Regions from separate parts of the Mus musculus genome. Here regions 2 and 3 are each linked to region 1. Evidence: chromatin contacts called from public promoter capture Hi-C data. All regions are on one chromosome and are shown on one strand. Each heading gives the region's core, a stretch centred on a gene start, on an enhancer-like site or on the middle of the called end of the contact. The rest is flanking DNA. Distances are from core to core; before and after follow the strand shown. Region 1 holds the start of Prss27 (protease, serine 27). Region 2 overlaps Abca3 (ATP-binding cassette, sub-family A (ABC1), member 3). Region 3 holds the start of Paqr4 (progestin and adipoQ receptor family member IV).

What was found. Promoter capture Hi-C pulls out the DNA fragments that hold promoters and counts their contacts.
Region 2: a contact with region 1 is called in a promoter capture Hi-C map of embryonic stem cells, with 3 times the contacts expected there. The contact joins the enhancer-like site here to the promoter of Prss27 in region 1. A contact is called at or near these places in 4 of 39 promoter capture datasets (the C10 cell line, cranial neural crest, embryonic stem cells and 1 more), 2 of 484 Hi-C or Micro-C datasets (both in embryonic stem cells) and 1 of 115 datasets of contacts at active chromatin or transcription factors (pancreatic cancer cells).
Region 3: a contact with region 1 is called in a promoter capture Hi-C map of embryonic stem cells. The contact joins the promoter of Paqr4 here to the promoter of Prss27 in region 1. A contact is called at or near these places in 4 of 39 promoter capture datasets (cranial neural crest, embryonic stem cells, liver and 1 more), 2 of 115 datasets of contacts at active chromatin or transcription factors (embryonic stem cells and pancreatic cancer cells) and 1 of 9 other capture datasets (adipose tissue).

Annotation. Positions count from the first base shown.
Region 1 is chr17:24,035,030-24,040,192 of GRCm38.p6, reverse strand. Prss27 (protease, serine 27) reads right to left here and starts at 1,950. Exons shown (of 6, transcript NM_175440.4): 1 at 1,832-1,950. The coding sequence starts at 1,886.
Region 2 is chr17:24,357,543-24,362,705 of GRCm38.p6, reverse strand. It overlaps Abca3 (ATP-binding cassette, sub-family A (ABC1), member 3), which reads right to left. Exons shown (of 33, transcript NM_013855.3): 2 at 4,715-4,787; 3 at 1,617-1,818. It overlaps Gm25618 (a small nuclear RNA gene), which reads left to right and starts at 162; the gene lies at 162-268. Within about 2 kb of position 2,860, at least 13 of the 459 cell types and tissues checked have an H3K27ac peak or open chromatin away from gene starts, as enhancers often do.
Region 3 is chr17:23,737,815-23,742,977 of GRCm38.p6, reverse strand. Paqr4 (progestin and adipoQ receptor family member IV) reads left to right here and starts at 2,648. Exons shown (of 3, transcript NM_023824.3): 1 at 2,648-3,118; 2 at 4,617-4,838; 3 at 4,979-5,163. The coding sequence starts at 2,953. It overlaps Kremen2 (kringle containing transmembrane protein 2), which reads left to right. Exons shown (of 10, transcript NM_028416.2): 7 at 84-416; 8 at 496-621; 9 at 703-781; 10 at 1,007-1,779. The coding sequence ends at 1,217.

The sequences.
Region 1 (5,163 bases), core at 701-3,200:
CATGTTGTGACTCACGGTCATCTGTAACTCCAGTTCCCGCAGATCTGATGCCCTCTAATGGCCTCCATAGGCACTGCATGTACATAGCATGCATGCATACGTGCAGATAAAGCATTCATACAAGTAAAAAATAAACATAAATAAATAAAGCGCGGGAGAGATGGCTTGTTGGTTAAGAGAGATTCCTAGTTCAGTTCCCAGCACCCAGGGGTCCAGCAACCCCTTCTGGTCTCACAGGTAAACTACCTTCACTTAAACACACAAGCACATAGGCACAGACACACACACACACACAAGAGAGAGAGAGAGAGAGAGACAGACAGACAGACAGACAGACAGACAGACAGACAGAGAGACAAAGAAATACAGAAACAGAGAGATAAATTAAATAAAAATAAAATCTTAAAATAATATAAAGTAAAAATAAAATCTCAAAATAATATAAAGTAAAATGAAAATATGACCAAAGACAGTCCCCATCTTGTTAGAACTCAACTGGAACTGATCTCCAGGCCCCAAGAACCAGCTTGCAACATTGCCAAGGGCACAGATCCTCCTTCTGCAAGCCACCTCCTCCTCCTCCTTCTCCTCTTCCTCCTCCTCCTCCTCCTCCTCCTTCTCCCCCCTCCTCCCCCTCCTCCCTCCTGGAACTTGCAAGATCCTTCTGTGCATTCTCCCTCCATCCAGTCTTCTGTCACTCATTGTCTCTGCTGCAGCTTGGTCCTTCAGTCTCTCCATGTCCTAAGGGCAGTCTATGTCCATCCTGGATCCCTGGTGGGAATAGCTAAGGTCTGAGAAAAGGTGAGACCAGCCAGAGGACTCCTGGGGTGCTGGTCACCCTGGGCTGAAGTGAGCATGTCACCAGGGGTCCAGCCTCAGGTTCCAGCAGTTTGTGAGCCAAGGGCAGACTGCCGTTTCTGCTTTGGTAGTGACCTCGATTGATCCACCCACAGGAGCCAGCAGTGTCACACCCAAAGGAAATGGGCTTTCTTGCTGCTAAAGGTCATGGACAAGAACATTCCTTGACTTTGGGGGAGGTGGGGGGCATCCCCACAGAGATACCCACTGATGTCTTCCTAACCCCAGCCCTGACTGAGACACGGCCTGGGGTAACTTGGCCTGGCCCAGGGAGGTGAGGTGAGGACACGGAAGCATGCTGGCTGCTGAGCTAGCCCATCTGGCCCAGGAATGTGGGAGAGTTTCCCTGGTAGAGAGGAGCCCATCCCACAGGAAACATGGTAGGCAGAGCACCTGGCTAGAACTTGCTGACCCCTGTGCAAAATGGACAGGGGCTGCTTCTCCCTCTGAAGGCAGGAGCTGGGACCCTCTGCAGCCTGCAGCTCTTGTCCCCAGCTTTCTGCTGAGCCTCAGGCAGATTCTGAAAGTTCTTAGGCTCAGAGAGCAAACACAATTCACATAAGCCCAGGGACTTGGAGGTCTGCAGGCCTGGGTTCTAATCTTACAGGTGTAGAGGCTCTATCATCTGTGGAATGGGAAGAGAGGCCTCTAGCTCAGAGCATGACACACAGTGAGAGCCTGATGGGGGTGTGGCTTTAGCCAAGCTCCTGCCTTGGGGTCCTCTCAAGGCCTTGACCACATATTCTGCCAGACCTTCCCACAGCACCCCTCCCCCAGTCAGGTCTCTGAGGTGGAATATCTGGGAACTGAGTATATTCTCTGGGAACCCCATCACTGAGAAGAGAAGATTCCTTTTAGGCTCAGGCAGGCCCAGGGACTGGGGGGGGGGGCTCCGGTGGAAGTCAGAGCAGAACAGAGGGGCCCTTACAGAGAGAGATGGCAGCAGGACGCCCCCGCCCCCACTGCAACTCACCAGATCTGAGCAGCAGCGGCAGCAGCAGCAGGGCAGCGATGTGGGGCTGCCTCATGTTCTCTGGCTTGGTGGACGTTTGAGTCCTGGTCAGAGGTGGCAGAAGCTCTCCTTAGTACTACAGAGGTTCAGGCTCCATGAAGTGAGGTTTTATGCTGGAGATGAGTGTCAGCTCGGCTATGCCGCCCAACCTGTCAACCCTGCCTGCCCAGCTCCTCTTTGGCAGGAAGGAGGTACCCAGAACACCAACTCTATGACCCGGCCCTGAACTCCAGGGGCCAGACCCCTTCCTTTGTAACTTCAGGATTCAGCTGACCACAGAGGACTCACTACCTTCCTCAATTGACCATAGGTCCTACATAACTTGGCAGAGTCTACTCCATCCAAGAGACCTTCTATGTCATTCATTCATTCATTCATTCATTCATTCATTCATTCATTTGTTCATTCATTCGTTCATTCATTTATTCATTCATTCAGTCAGTCATCAAATACTTGTTGAGCACCTACTTTTTATCTGACACCTGCAATTCAAGGTTGATTTATACCCTGATGGGAGCGTAGACTTTGAAGAACTAAGGTCAAGGTGCTTGTGCAACCAAGAAAGAGGGACTTTGGCAGGCTCCTGCGGCCCCTGATGATGCTCTTGGACCATACACACACACACACACACACACACACACCTGCAGATTGGCTCAGGGAATAGGAACCTTTGCCCCGCCCCTGCCAGTCTGGAACTGCACCTTCTAGGCGCGGCAAGAGCTGTTCTGGGAAGGCGCCTTAGTAGTGACCGGTAAGGTCCGGTTCCTGCCCTGGGTGTGCCCGCCTGTCAGGCTCCCAGACTTGAAGCCACAGCGGAAGTGTCCCTGGGAGGAAGTTGTTTGGGGCACGGAGACTGACATCAGACAGAGCTGGACAGAAGTTCTGAAGACCACTCCCTACTAGTCGAGGAGTCAGGATGCAGGACCATATCCTGAACGTCTCACATCCGATCCTACCAAGCCAGGGAGCAGTGCTGGACAGTGGGCCTGGCCCTGCCTCAGTTTTCCCGCAGGAGCAGAGGGTGCAGCGTCTCACTCTGTTGGTGTGAGCCAGGGGAGGTCAATTGCCCAACAGGGTAGCTCAGGGTCACACGAAGTGCAAGGGACCTTGGTCTCCCTGGGTTGCTGTGCAGAGTGTAACTCCCTGGTGACCGTCGCCACTCCTGTGTGGTCCCTGTCTGCTTTGCAGAAGACACAGAAGCAAGGGCTCCCCCTGCAGTGTGGGCATGGCAGGGAGACACTTCTATTTGAGGAAAAAAGTCTTCTTTTTATAAAAACTAGTGTTTCAAAGCAATCGGATGGCCACACATCAGACAGACATCCAGTGATCCATTAGCCCTACCTTTGAGGCACTTTCTGACCCTTAGAAGCTAAGGGCTTCCTTGTGGAGCCTTTCCTATCTTTTCCTCTCACTCCTCTCTCTTCTAACAGCAAGTACTTTTTGCATACAACTCTGCCTTGACATTAGGTGAGCAGCAGAAGTGAGTATGTGGGTCCAGAGGAAGCTGGGCTCTTGAGAAACCATGTGGGTCCCTCCCACTAGCAGTAAGCCGGACCCCTCCCCAACCCTACACCCCCCCCCCAACCCGGAGTACACTGCCAGTGAGGTGAGCAACAGCAGAAGGGTAGATGCTTCTACACAGGGCCACAGAGGGGCTGAGGGAGTCTGATGACAGGAGCTTTCTGGAGAATTTTGTCTTTTTTTAAAAATGTTATTATGTTAATTAATTCATGAGATGATGTGTGTGCATGTGAGGGGGAGGGTGGTTAGCCAAAGGGACAACTTGCAGTGATCAACTTCCTCCTTCCACCAGGTGGGTTCCAGGGATGGAATTCAGGTCGGCAAGCTTGGTGGAGAGCTCCTTTTCCTGCTGAGCTGTCTCGCTAGTCTCCTAGAGCATTGTCAAGGTTGGAAGTCACAGTAGCTCTCACAGAAGAAAAGAGCTATGGCCACAAGTTAAAAGCACAAACATGGGTTACAAATAGAAAGGTAAACAATAGGGAAAAAAAATCAATGTAGGAAATATGGCTGGGTGGCAAAACCATTGTTTCTCAGGGTGCTCAAAGAAACTAGAAAACAAAACAAAACACAACAAAGAAAACCCAACAAAACCTCCTGAATCCTAAAGGTGAAATGGGTGAAGAACAGAGACAAGCAACAAAGAGGAAGCTAATTTGGCTAACATACCTGCTGGGAAATGTTCACCTTAGTAATTAAATGAATGCAAATCAAAGCAGAGAGAGCTCAGTTGCCACTCACGGGTTAGCAAAGTCTGGAGGAATGCTCTTAGGCAAGGCTGCAGAGAAGTAGGTCAGAGGGTGAGCATGAAACTGGCCTTTGGGAATTGTTTTTTTATCTTCAGAAATGGTCATGTACCCCAAGCTAGCCCTGAACTCACTATGTAGCCCAAGCTATGAAAAAAAATTTGACTAAAGATGTTAATCAGTACAACTAAACTTACCTGTAGTTCTATAATTCTAGCAGTCAGGAGGCTGGGACAGAATAATAAAAACAAAGCAAAACAACCAAGCAAGGTTAGCCTGGGCTACATAGTGAAACCTTCCCCATTTGCAACAAAACAAATTTTTTTTTTTTAAATTTGTTGAGGCAGAGGCAGAGGCAGAGGCAGAGGCAGAGGCAGAGGCAGAGGCAGAGGCAGAGGCAGAGGCAGAGGCAGAGGCAGAGGCAGAGGCAGAGGCAGAGGCAGAGGCAGAGGCAGGGGGATCCCTGTGAGTTCAAGGTGTGGGCCCTGGGTCCTGAGAAGATGACATAAACTCCATTTTAGGACTAGGCCTGACTTAAAAAAAAAAAGTCATCTGTTTTAGGAACTGACCATAACCCCACCACCACCACCACCACCACCACCACCACCACCACCACCAATTCATCAGTCTCAGGAGTTAGGCCATAAGTCACCAGGAAGAAGGGCATGAAACCCCCATCCGAGAAACAGCCCAGAGATACCCCCAAGGATGGGGAAATATCGTGTCTCAGGATGGGCCATCTGTGCTGGGCAGCCTTATATGGTCTGAGTATCTCAGCCTGTGGTTAGACGTTCATGACATAGGAATGCAATCCACTGATACCCGGACACAAGCCAGTCAGAAACGGACCCACGTAACATCCCCAGCACATACCAATGATGTTTTAGATTACCTAGCCCTAGCTAAAATTCCCCTAGTTCTTATAAAGAGGCCTACGTGCCTTTGCCTGGTGTTGTCACCATTTTTGTAAGTGGCCAACCCCTATGTGCAGTCTTCTTGCTTTTGGGAAATAAGAACACTCCTGCCTAT
Region 2 (5,163 bases), core at 1,611-4,110, 320 kb before region 1:
AACCTGCTGCTAACTTAGCAGCTGGAGACTGCAGAGCACATGGGGGGAAGAGCTAAGCCCTAGCCAGGCAGTGGCTGTGCACATCTCTATGCCTAGCGCTCTGGAGGCAGAGGCAGGCGGATCTGTATCTGTTTGAACCCTGTCTCAAAACCACCAAAAAAGTGCTCGCTTCGGCAGCACATATACTAAAATTGGAACGATACAGAGAAGGTTAGCATGGCCCCTGCGCAAGGATGACACGAAAATTCATGAAGCGTTCCATATTTTTAGGGCCCCCAATGGAGGAGCTAGAGAAAGTATCCAAGGAGCTAAAGAGATCTGCAACCCTGTAGGTGCAACAACATTATGAACTAACCAGTACCCCGGAGCTCTTGACTCTAGCTGCATATGTATCAAAAGATGGCCTAGTGGGCCATCACTGGAAAGAGAGCCCCATTGGACACGTAAACGTTATATGCCCCAGTACAAGGGAACGCCAGGGCCAAAAAGTGGGAGTGGGTGGCTAGGGGAGTGGGGGGAAGGGTAGGGGGGACTTTTGGGATAGCATTGGAAATGTAATTGAGGAAAATACGTAATAAAAAATATTTAAAAAAAAAAAAACACCAAAAAACAAAAACAAAAACTCCACCTGGCCAGGAGCAGTGGGGTGTGCCTTTAATTTCAGCACTTGAGAGGTGGAGACAGAGGCAGGTAGATCACCATGAATTTTGGGCCAGTCAGGGCCACATAGTGAGATCTTGTCTGGAAAAAAAACAACAACAAAAACAACAAAGACAATAAAGACCCACAACCACCAAAACCCACAGCACACCAATAAACCTCCTATCAATAAAGTCTTCAAGACAATGGTAGACGATTGATAAAGAGCAATGATTTAATGATTTGGTAAGACCTGTGGTTATTTTAAATTTTTAATGTTATGACATTTTGAGTTATTTATTCTATGTGCGTACTGTTTGTAGATGTGGGTCAGAAGACAACTTAGGGGGTCAGTTCTTCCCATCTATGTGGGTTCCAGAGGTCAGACTCAGGTCATCAGGTCACCTGCAGTGCCTTTACCCACTAAGCCATTATCATTATCGCAGATGTGTGTTTATGAAAGAAAGGTTTCCATAAACATCTCAGCTACAAGGGATCAGGAGGCTCCAGTTTATGCCAACCCAGGCCGCCAGTGGCTCATTTGACTGAGATGAACTTTCTCCCTCCACCAGAAAGGGATAAAAAAAGGTCACAGTTCAAAAGGCTTTCGGGGTCAGGTATAGCTCAGTTGGCAGAGTGGGAAGCAGGACACTCTGGGCTCAATTGAATATACTGTATACACCGGGCATGGTGGCAAATGCCTGTAATCTTAGCACCTAGCAGGCAGGATGAAGGAGAGTTCAAGGTCGTCCTCCTCCACCACACAGTTCAAGGCCAACCTGAGCTACACGAAACCCTGTCTCAAAAAGGAAATAAAAATATCCTGGTTAAAGACACAGACAGTTCCCTTTTTTGGTTATCGTCCCAGATTATAAACACTCTCTTGCTTATTCCCATTCCTTTCAAGCCCAGAGCGGCAAAAGACATCCAGTTCACCGCCCACTAGGCAGACTGCAGAGGCAGCACCAGAAACTGACCTTAGTTCCAGGAAAGGTTGGCTGAAGGTGTCACTGCAAGGCTACGGGTGAAGTCGCCTGGCGTCAGCAGTTCTACACAGATGACCCTGGGGTGGAGCCAGTGGTCCCCTGGACAGAAGCAACAGCCCTAGGGAGCAGGAACGCTGAGATCTCCAGGGACATCTGGAGGGACCTGGGGCTCACGGGCATGATGTGCTGGCACCTTTGGTAGATGAAGGGTGCTTCAGCATAATTTGAAAAATAACCATTAAACACCTCTTTCCAAGTTAGAAACCAAGAGAGCCACATGAGTTCCGACTTTGTTTCTTAGGGACCAGGGAGTGTAGATCAGCAGTAGGGCACATGCCTAACATTCACAAGAGCCTGGTTCAAGGCCCCCAGCGACACTCAGTAAAGAATCCCACTAAAAGAGAACAGCTCTGACACCGGAGAGGTGCAGAGCTACAGGGTGCATAGAGACAGTGGTGCCTGGCATTGTATGCTCATGGCTACTAATCTGGCTCTGGCTCCGAGTATTATCATCCTTGACAGATGGAGAACAAAGGAAAGTACTGACCAAGAGCAAACTGCAAAGCAAGCAGTGTCAATGCTTGAACCTCAGCCTGTCTAAGCCTCTATCTTTTATATATAGGACATATATTATAGATACATTATACATTTATAGATAAAGTAGAAAATATGTATCTTCCATATTCTAGACTCAGTGAACATCCTCCTAGCGGTTTTCTGTATCGCTTCTGGAATGTGACCCTAGAGTCAGTCCCACCTCCTCTTCACTGCTTTAATTTGCTCCCATTTCCCCCCAACACCCTGCTTACTGCTTTGTCCTCGTTAAGCCTTATCTGAAGTCTCAGTGAAGGCATATTTGCACTTGTGCATGTTCTGTTTGAGCAAAGGCATCTAAAAGAGATCCTAGAATTACAAAATCTGGAACACTTCCTGGTTACGAAAGTCAATGTATGCAAGGGAAGGAAGTTAAAGCTCCTTAACAGAGAGTCCTCAGAAGTGGCAGTGGCTGAGATCTGAGGCTGGCCTCAGGGAGAGGACAAGAGCCAGAGACTCTAAGGCAAGCAGCAAGACTCACTGGGTCACTTTAGCTCCCCACCCCCTACAAGAATCCTCTGAGAATGTCCAACTGAAGAGGGCTCAGCTAGCTCCTGAGGAAACATTCAGAAAGAGAAGGCAGTCCCCCCACCCCCACCGCCCTGCTCCAAAGCCTTGTTTGTTCTTGGTTAAAATATCAAATATTGCACAAGGCAATGAGTATTTCAATGCTTGTATTCGAAGTGGGCAATCAAATGGGTATAAAGCAAGGGCTGATTTCTGAAAACTCTGTTGGCAGGTTGTAGGAGTCCTGTCAAGATGGTCTTTCTCACGGTCGCTCTTAGCTTGGGGACTAGGGTTGTGCCAGCCCATGAGCCCTGTGGTGCATCTGCTCGCAGTGAGCTGGAAGAACCCCAGTCAGTGCCTGGATTAAAACCAGGGCCCCATGCACACCAGGCAAGAACTCTACCACTTACCCACCATGGCAGCTTCCCTGAGCTCTGTCATCTGATTTCTTGGTGCCACATAAATGTTTGTAAGCTTGGTGTTGAGGGTACTGAGGGGCCTAAAAAAACAGTGACAGGGAGCCGGTGCCAGGCCCTGGGTTTGTGCCCAGCACTGGTGCACTTCCCTTCACAAAGTCACAGCCATGAAAAGACGGAATAATAAGGCCATGAGTAGGCCGTGAGGTTGTGCAAAGAGACTGACAGCCACGGTGCTTCACATTGGTGTATGACAGAGGTGGCCACTCTCGGTGCCCTTCCTTCAGCACGAGGAACTACTTTGCCCTACTTAAGATGCTCTTAGGAAAACATCTGATTATCAGTCTGGAGAATTCCCAGCAGCCAGCCAGGACCAAAGGTCTGTGTGCACGCACCGAATGTGCACTGAATGTACTTAGTTAATATTTGCTGACAGAATCTGTGGCTTTTTAGAATACAAAACCAAAGCATTATTCGTTCAATGAACATTTGCCAAATGTATGCTGTGATGGGTACAACACACTAAGTAAGGATTTACCAATGGATGCAATAATGCTCTCAATCCAAGGAGTTTACAGTCTGTAAATACTTGTCTCTCTTATAATTGTTGGATATTAGGTCAAGACAGTTTCGTCAAGGTTTCCATTGCTTTGAAGAGACACCATGGCCATAGTAACTCTTACAAAGGAAAGCATTTAACTGCGGCCAGCTTACAGGCCTAAGTTTAGTCCATTATCATCATGGAGGAAGCATGGTGACATACAGGCAGACATGGTGCTGGAGAAGGAGCCAAGAGTCCTACATCTGGATCAACAGGCAGCAGAAGAGAGAGTAAGCCACTGGGCCTGGCTTGAGCTCCTTAACCATCAAAGCCCACCCCCAGTGACACACTTCCTCCAACAAGGCCACATGGCCTAATGCTTCCACATAAAATCCTGGAGTAGACAGGAATTAGCTGTATGTATACAGGACAGAAAGTAAGACAGACAGAGGGCTGGCTGACCATGGTGCTCAAATTGCTTTATCACTGAGGGGTCACAGGAGGATCATGGAAAAATGAAGGGACATTTGTGAGAAACACTCCGTTACCCTGAACATGGACTTGTACCTGACAGTAGCAAACAATGAGACAGAGATGAAAGCAGACTGAGGAGGCCGCTGCTGCTACTGCTGCTGATTACAGGGTCTGCCTAGTATGTAACTTGGCTGTCCTAGAACTTGCTATATACACCAGAATAGCCTCCAGATCCAGGCTAGATCCATATGCCTCTACCTTTGAAGTGTAGCATTAAATCATGTCCCATTGTGCCGAGCAGATATAAGGCCCCAGGAAAGAGTTACAGGGTACAATTCGAGCCTCTGAAGCATATGTGGCTTGCTGCTACTTCTGACTTTGTTCATGATTTTTTTTTTTCTGAGGTGATTTAAACATTGGAAAATGTCAAATGCAATGGACTCTGCAGATGAAATATATCAATCAAGATGAGTATATGTGCAGATGCACATATAATCAAATAAAAGGGAGGCTAAAAGGTACATTTTTAGGGTCTGGCCCTCATCTGTGAACCTTACCAGTTGTTTCCAAGCAGAATGAACAAGACAGTACATCACAGTGGAGGGATAGTGAGCAATTTTCTTGTATTCTCTAAAAATAAGAAAAAAAGCTGTATTTAATACATGGATGCACTCTGGTTTTCCCGGTCATGAGGCAATGGCCGTGGCATCCTAAGGAAGGGCCTGCAGCACGGGTGGTGGCCAGGCAGTTCTTGGGAGTTTACTTAAGCATCCCAGGTGTAACATTTCCATATTCAAGATACCGTTTAAAAAAGTATCATGGATGTGGTTTTTAAAAAGAGACAGAGCAGGTAAGACAGCAGGGAATTTAAAGGTGCTTGCTGCCAACCCTGGGGGACCCGCTCAAACCCCAGGAACCTGTGCTAGATGGACAGAACTGACTCTCAGACATTGTCCTTCGATTTCCCCACCCAGGCACATATACACACTGCAGAAACAAAAGTAAT
Region 3 (5,163 bases), core at 1,399-3,898, 300 kb after region 1:
CTCGAAAAGGGGACTCTTTCCACCTGCGCTGGAAAGAAAGCCAAGCTGGCCTCTTGTTTCTTGACCGCCTGCTCTGCCCGCAGTGTCTGTGGGCTCCTGCCAGGGAAACTGGTCGGCTCCTCAAGGAGTCATCTACTCCCCGGATTTTCCGGATGAGTATGGACCAGACCGGAACTGCAGCTGGGTATTGGGCCAACTGGGCGCTGTGCTAGAACTCACCTTCCGCCTCTTCGAGTTGGCTGATTCTCGAGACCGGCTGGAGCTACGCGACGTCTCGTCCGGCAACCTACTCCGTGCCTTCGACGGCGCCCATCCGCCGCCTCCGGGACCGCTGCGCCTGCGCACTGCTGCGCTGCTGCTCACCTTCCGCAGCGACGCAAGAGGCCATGCTCAAGGCTTCGCGCTCACCTACCGCGGTGAGCCAGGGGCCAGTCCTTCTGACGCCGCCCACACAACCGCACTCCTGGCCACCTCGCCTCACACCTCTCTCCGCAGGGCTGCAGGATACAGTGGAGGGCAGAGCATCTCCAGAGGATTCAACTGAGAGTCTCGCAGGGGACCCCGATGGGGCTAACGCGAGCTGCAGCCCCAAGCCCGGAGCTGCACAGGCTTCGATAGGTGGTGAGGCTGATTTACAAGGTGGGAGTTAAACAAGGAGTGGCTTTTCGGAGGCCTGTCCTCATCACACCCCTGTGCCCACAGCCCGAGTCTTCTCCACCGTGACGGCCTTCTCTGTGCTGCTGCTGTTGCTCCTGTCCCTACTGCGTTTGCTGCGTCGACGGTGCGGGCGCTGGGGCAGGGCCTGAGGGCAGAGCCCGCACTGGGCGCCTGATGCCTCGTGCCTCGGGTGTGGGGTCTCCGGTGGGAAGCCTGGGCTGGGGGACGAAGCTAGGAAGGCCCTGGGTTCTTGAGTGGGCGAGGCCGTGGGAGAATTGGTTTGCAGGCAGAGCAGGATGTTAGAGGCAGGGCTGGGTATGGGTCCAGCTGACGTCTGCTCCCTCCCTAGGAGCTGTCTGCTGGCTCCAGGAAAAGGGTCTCTGGCCATGGGACCTTCCCGGGGCCCCGGGAGAAGCTGGGCTGTGTGGTACCGCCGGCCCCGAGGGGTGGCCCTGCCCTGTCCCCCAGGGGACTCTCAGGCTGAGGGTCCTGCTGCGGGCTACCGTCCCCTGAGTGCCTCCAGCCAGAGCTCCTTGCGCTCGCTCGTCTCTGCTCTCTGACCCCAGACGTACGTGAGTCCATCACCACTTCTGCCAGCGAGATGGACACCCGAGATATTATGCAGCACCCTACCTCGACCTTGTGCCCCTTTAAAAGCAGCTCGGTCTCTGATCATCTCGGGAAGACCAGAAGATCGGACAGGAAGCATCCAGTGCTATTTGGGAACTTGGCCTGACCCTTGGGGTCCAGATGACTGAAGCCAAAGGACAAAGGGAATCCAACACCCTAATTCATGGACCTTGATGTGATGGGTGGTGTTTGGTTTCAGGGTTCTTTGCGCCTCTTTTGGGGATGGTCCTGGACTGCTGCCCTCGATGAAAGGTTAGGGGCCAACAAAAGTGATCTAAAGCCGGGCGTGGTGGCGCATGCCTTTAGTCCCAGCACTCGGGAGGCAGAGGCAGGAGGATTTCTGGCCAGCCTGGTCTACAAAGTGAGTTCCAGGACAGCCAAGGCTATACAGAGAAACCCTGTCTCAAAAAACAAAACAAAACAAAAACAAAAACAAAACAAAAGTGATCTAAAGACTCAGTATAGACTTAAAATAAAAGGCCTATTTTGGTAGAGGCTTTAGCAAGTTCTTTGCGCGAGGAAGAACCTGTCGATAAGGGTGTGGGCAGGGGGGCTGCAGGTGGGATGCTGGGTGTCCACACTGTGAGCTTTCTTATGAGAGGATGTGGAAGTTGGTCTTGGGTAGTTTTATGAGGAAGAAGCGCCTTCCTTGTCCCTGCCAGAGTAGAAGAGAACCGACCTTGCTTCCCTGGTCTCCTGCCTTTGCCCGTTCCTTGCCTGTACTGGGCAGGGCTAAGGGTGTGCTTTGTGGGCGATAAAAGGGAGTGAATTGGGTGGAACCCAAGCTCGAAGCAGCCTGGCCGGAAGGGCTGGGCCTCGCTAAGGGTTCCAGGTGCACCACACATCTTAGACGCTTGGGTTCCCCGCCAATGGAAATATGCCTCCAAAGTGGGTAAGCGCCTGCGCTGCTCAGGACTCTTCTGGGGGGTGTGGGGGGTGGTGGTGGGGCGCTTAGCCAGCAGCACCTTGGACAGAGTCTGACTGTGGGTTTAGAGCTGGGTAGCCGGGTTATGTGCTTGAGGTAGGTGCCCAAAGGTGCGGCAACCTGAAGGTCATTAAGAAAGCTGGGGTGTGATAATGTTGGTAGACCCAAGGTGCTAGGCCACTCCAGTGGAGGAGCCCGACACAGAAACTCGCGTCGCAAGCCAACAGCCACTCCACGCAAAGAAGGCTGGAACCGCATATGTTAAAAAGAGAAGGCATGGGCGGTCTCGGGGCGGAGCATCTCCGTCCGCAGAGCCCATTGGTCCCTGCAACAAGAACGTCAGGAATCCAGCGCGCGAAACACAGGCAGGGTGGCGGGGGCGAGGAGCCGGGGTGGAGCCTGCTGTCCCCTCCGGCGTCCGGCCGCGCCCGTCCTCCGGGCTGCGGCGAGACGCCTGGCTGCCGTTGCGGCCAACCGGAGCTCTCCCTCCGCCGCTCTGCTACGGTGGAGCTGAATGCACTGAGCTCCGACCTGGGGTTGCCAGCTTTCTCTCCCTTGCGGGGGCGTCGAACTCGCGCGTGCGCAGCGCGTGAGGGAAGGGGGCCGGGACCTCCTTGCTGACCCGGGCAGGGCCACCGGATAGCCGGAGGTGAATCGGGATGAGCTTCCCAGCGCTGCAGCTCCACTGAGAAGGAAGCCCAGGCGCAGAGGGTCGCCGGTCGGCCGCAGTGCGTGAGGCCATGGCATTCCTGACCGGGCCTCGTCTCCTGGACTGGGCTAGCTCGCCGCCGCACCTGCAGTTCAATAAGTTCGTATTAACCGGCTACCGGCCGGCCAGCAGCGGCTCGGGCTGTCTGCGCAGCCTTTTCTACCTACACAACGAGCTGGGCAACATCTACACACACGGTAGGTGAGCCGCGCCCCGATTCACGCTTCTTGCACTCGCGGCCGCCTTGCCTGTGAGCACAGCAGCCCCCCAAGCTCAAGTCCTGGACTGTCCCTGCTCTGGTTGGGTCAGGCGCCGCGGTGACAAAGCTGCCATTGTCCCAAGCTTCGTTGCCAGCTCCTGCTTTCCCAGTAGTGCCCCAAAGCAGGACAGGGGAGCAGAGTGAGAGCCAGCTTAATCCGGCTGAGCTCTAGGGGTAAGAATCCTGGTATCCCCTTGATAATCCTGCGCCTTGGGCACCCTCCCCCTCCAGCGCTCATCCTGGAGATGGGCGTTCACTGGCTAGGAGGAATTGGAGAGAAGACTGCCCCTGCCTGACCCAAGCCCTTCCTCGCGATAGCCTTGAGTCCCCACGACCATAGCAGTACCGTGGGGCTCCGCTTTCCCCCACCCCGCCCCCCAACACACTTCTTGCGGGCCCCTAGAGCTCTGCTGACACAGCCCTGGCCTGTCCTTGAGCCGCCCCAGCTGGGAGAGGGAACTAGAGCCAGCTAGGTTTAGACTTGGGCTTTTCTCTAGAGGAAGAGCGCTATTGTCTAGTCAGACCCCCACCAAGAGTGGGGCTGATGCCTGCATTTGTCCTCTATTAAGGCAATGCCAACTGGTTGTGGGGAAGGGAGGAATGTCCAAGAAAGGCCAGCACTGGAAAGAACAGAGCTGAAAGCGCCCCAGTGGAGACAGGATAGGCTTCTTCCAGTCCTTTCCCCTCATTCTGGCCTTTCCTGGCTTTCTTTATGGAAAACAAAAAGACCCAAAGCCTCCATCTGCCTGGACATTTGACAATGTTAAGTAACCCTGAGGCTGGTATGTCCCTCCTGTCCTAATCAGAACTCAGGCTGAGGTCATGCTTCTCCAGATTTCTGCAGGACGGACAGACAGACAGACAAGACAGACCTGGTCTGGCCTCCTGTGTGGCAGGGAGGAACTGTGGCTTTAGCCAGGAATTGGTCTGCCCTGGTTCATCATCCTCTCTCCTTTGCCTACTCGCTGGGCTCAGCTGGGACAGATTACTCCAAGCTAGTTTTTGCACCTGCAAAGTAGGGCTTATTGTCTCTGCTTCCTAGATCTGCAGTGATCCTGACAGACAGTAACCCTTCTGAAAGTTTGTAGCCCGCAAGACCTGCTCTGTGTGGGCAGGCAGCAGCACTGAACTCTGCCTTGCTCTGACTTTCGTTTGTTTTTCATAGTCAGGCCACTTTAGTTTTTTTATTTTTAAACATACTCATAGTGTATGAGTGGGTGGGCAGGTGTACTTCTGCCCAGGAATGTGGAGGTTAGAAGACAATTTGTGAGAATTGGTTCTCTCCTACCATGTGGAGTTCAGGATCAAGTTAAGGTTGTCAGGCTTAACAGCTTTTACCGACTAAGCTATTTTCCTGGCTCCAGTTGGTACCTTTGTGGATATGATTCTCCTTTTATGCTGATTGTGTCTGATATATAACTCTCCCTCCCTTCTAGGGCTAGCCCTGCTGGGCTTCCTGGTGTTGGTGCCAATGACCATGCCCTGGAGTCAGCTGGGCAAGGATGGCTGGCTAGGAGGTACACACTGTGTGGCTTGCCTGGTGCCCCCTGCAGCCTCTGTGCTGTATCACCTCTTCATGTGCCACCAAGGAGGCAGTCCTGTGTACACCCGGCTCCTTGCCTTGGATATGTGTGGAGTCTGCCTTGTCAACACCCTTGGTGAGCCAGGGCCCCAGAGAGGTGGCGGCAGGGGCCACTGGTGGGAGCTGTGGGTTGGGAAGATCAGCTAATTTGGACTTAAACCCTTTCTCTCCTCTCCTCTCCTCTCCCCCCACCTCTCTCCCTCCCTCTCTCTGCAGGAGCCCTGCCCATCATCCACTGCACTCTGGCCTGCAGACCGTGGCTTCGCCCAGCTGCCCTGATGGGTTACACTGCACTGTCAGGTGTAGCCGGCTGGAGAGCTCTCACTGCCCCCTCCACCAGTGCCCGGCTTCGAGCCTTTGGTTGGCAAGCTGGGGCCCGCCTGCTGGTGTTTGGGGCCCGT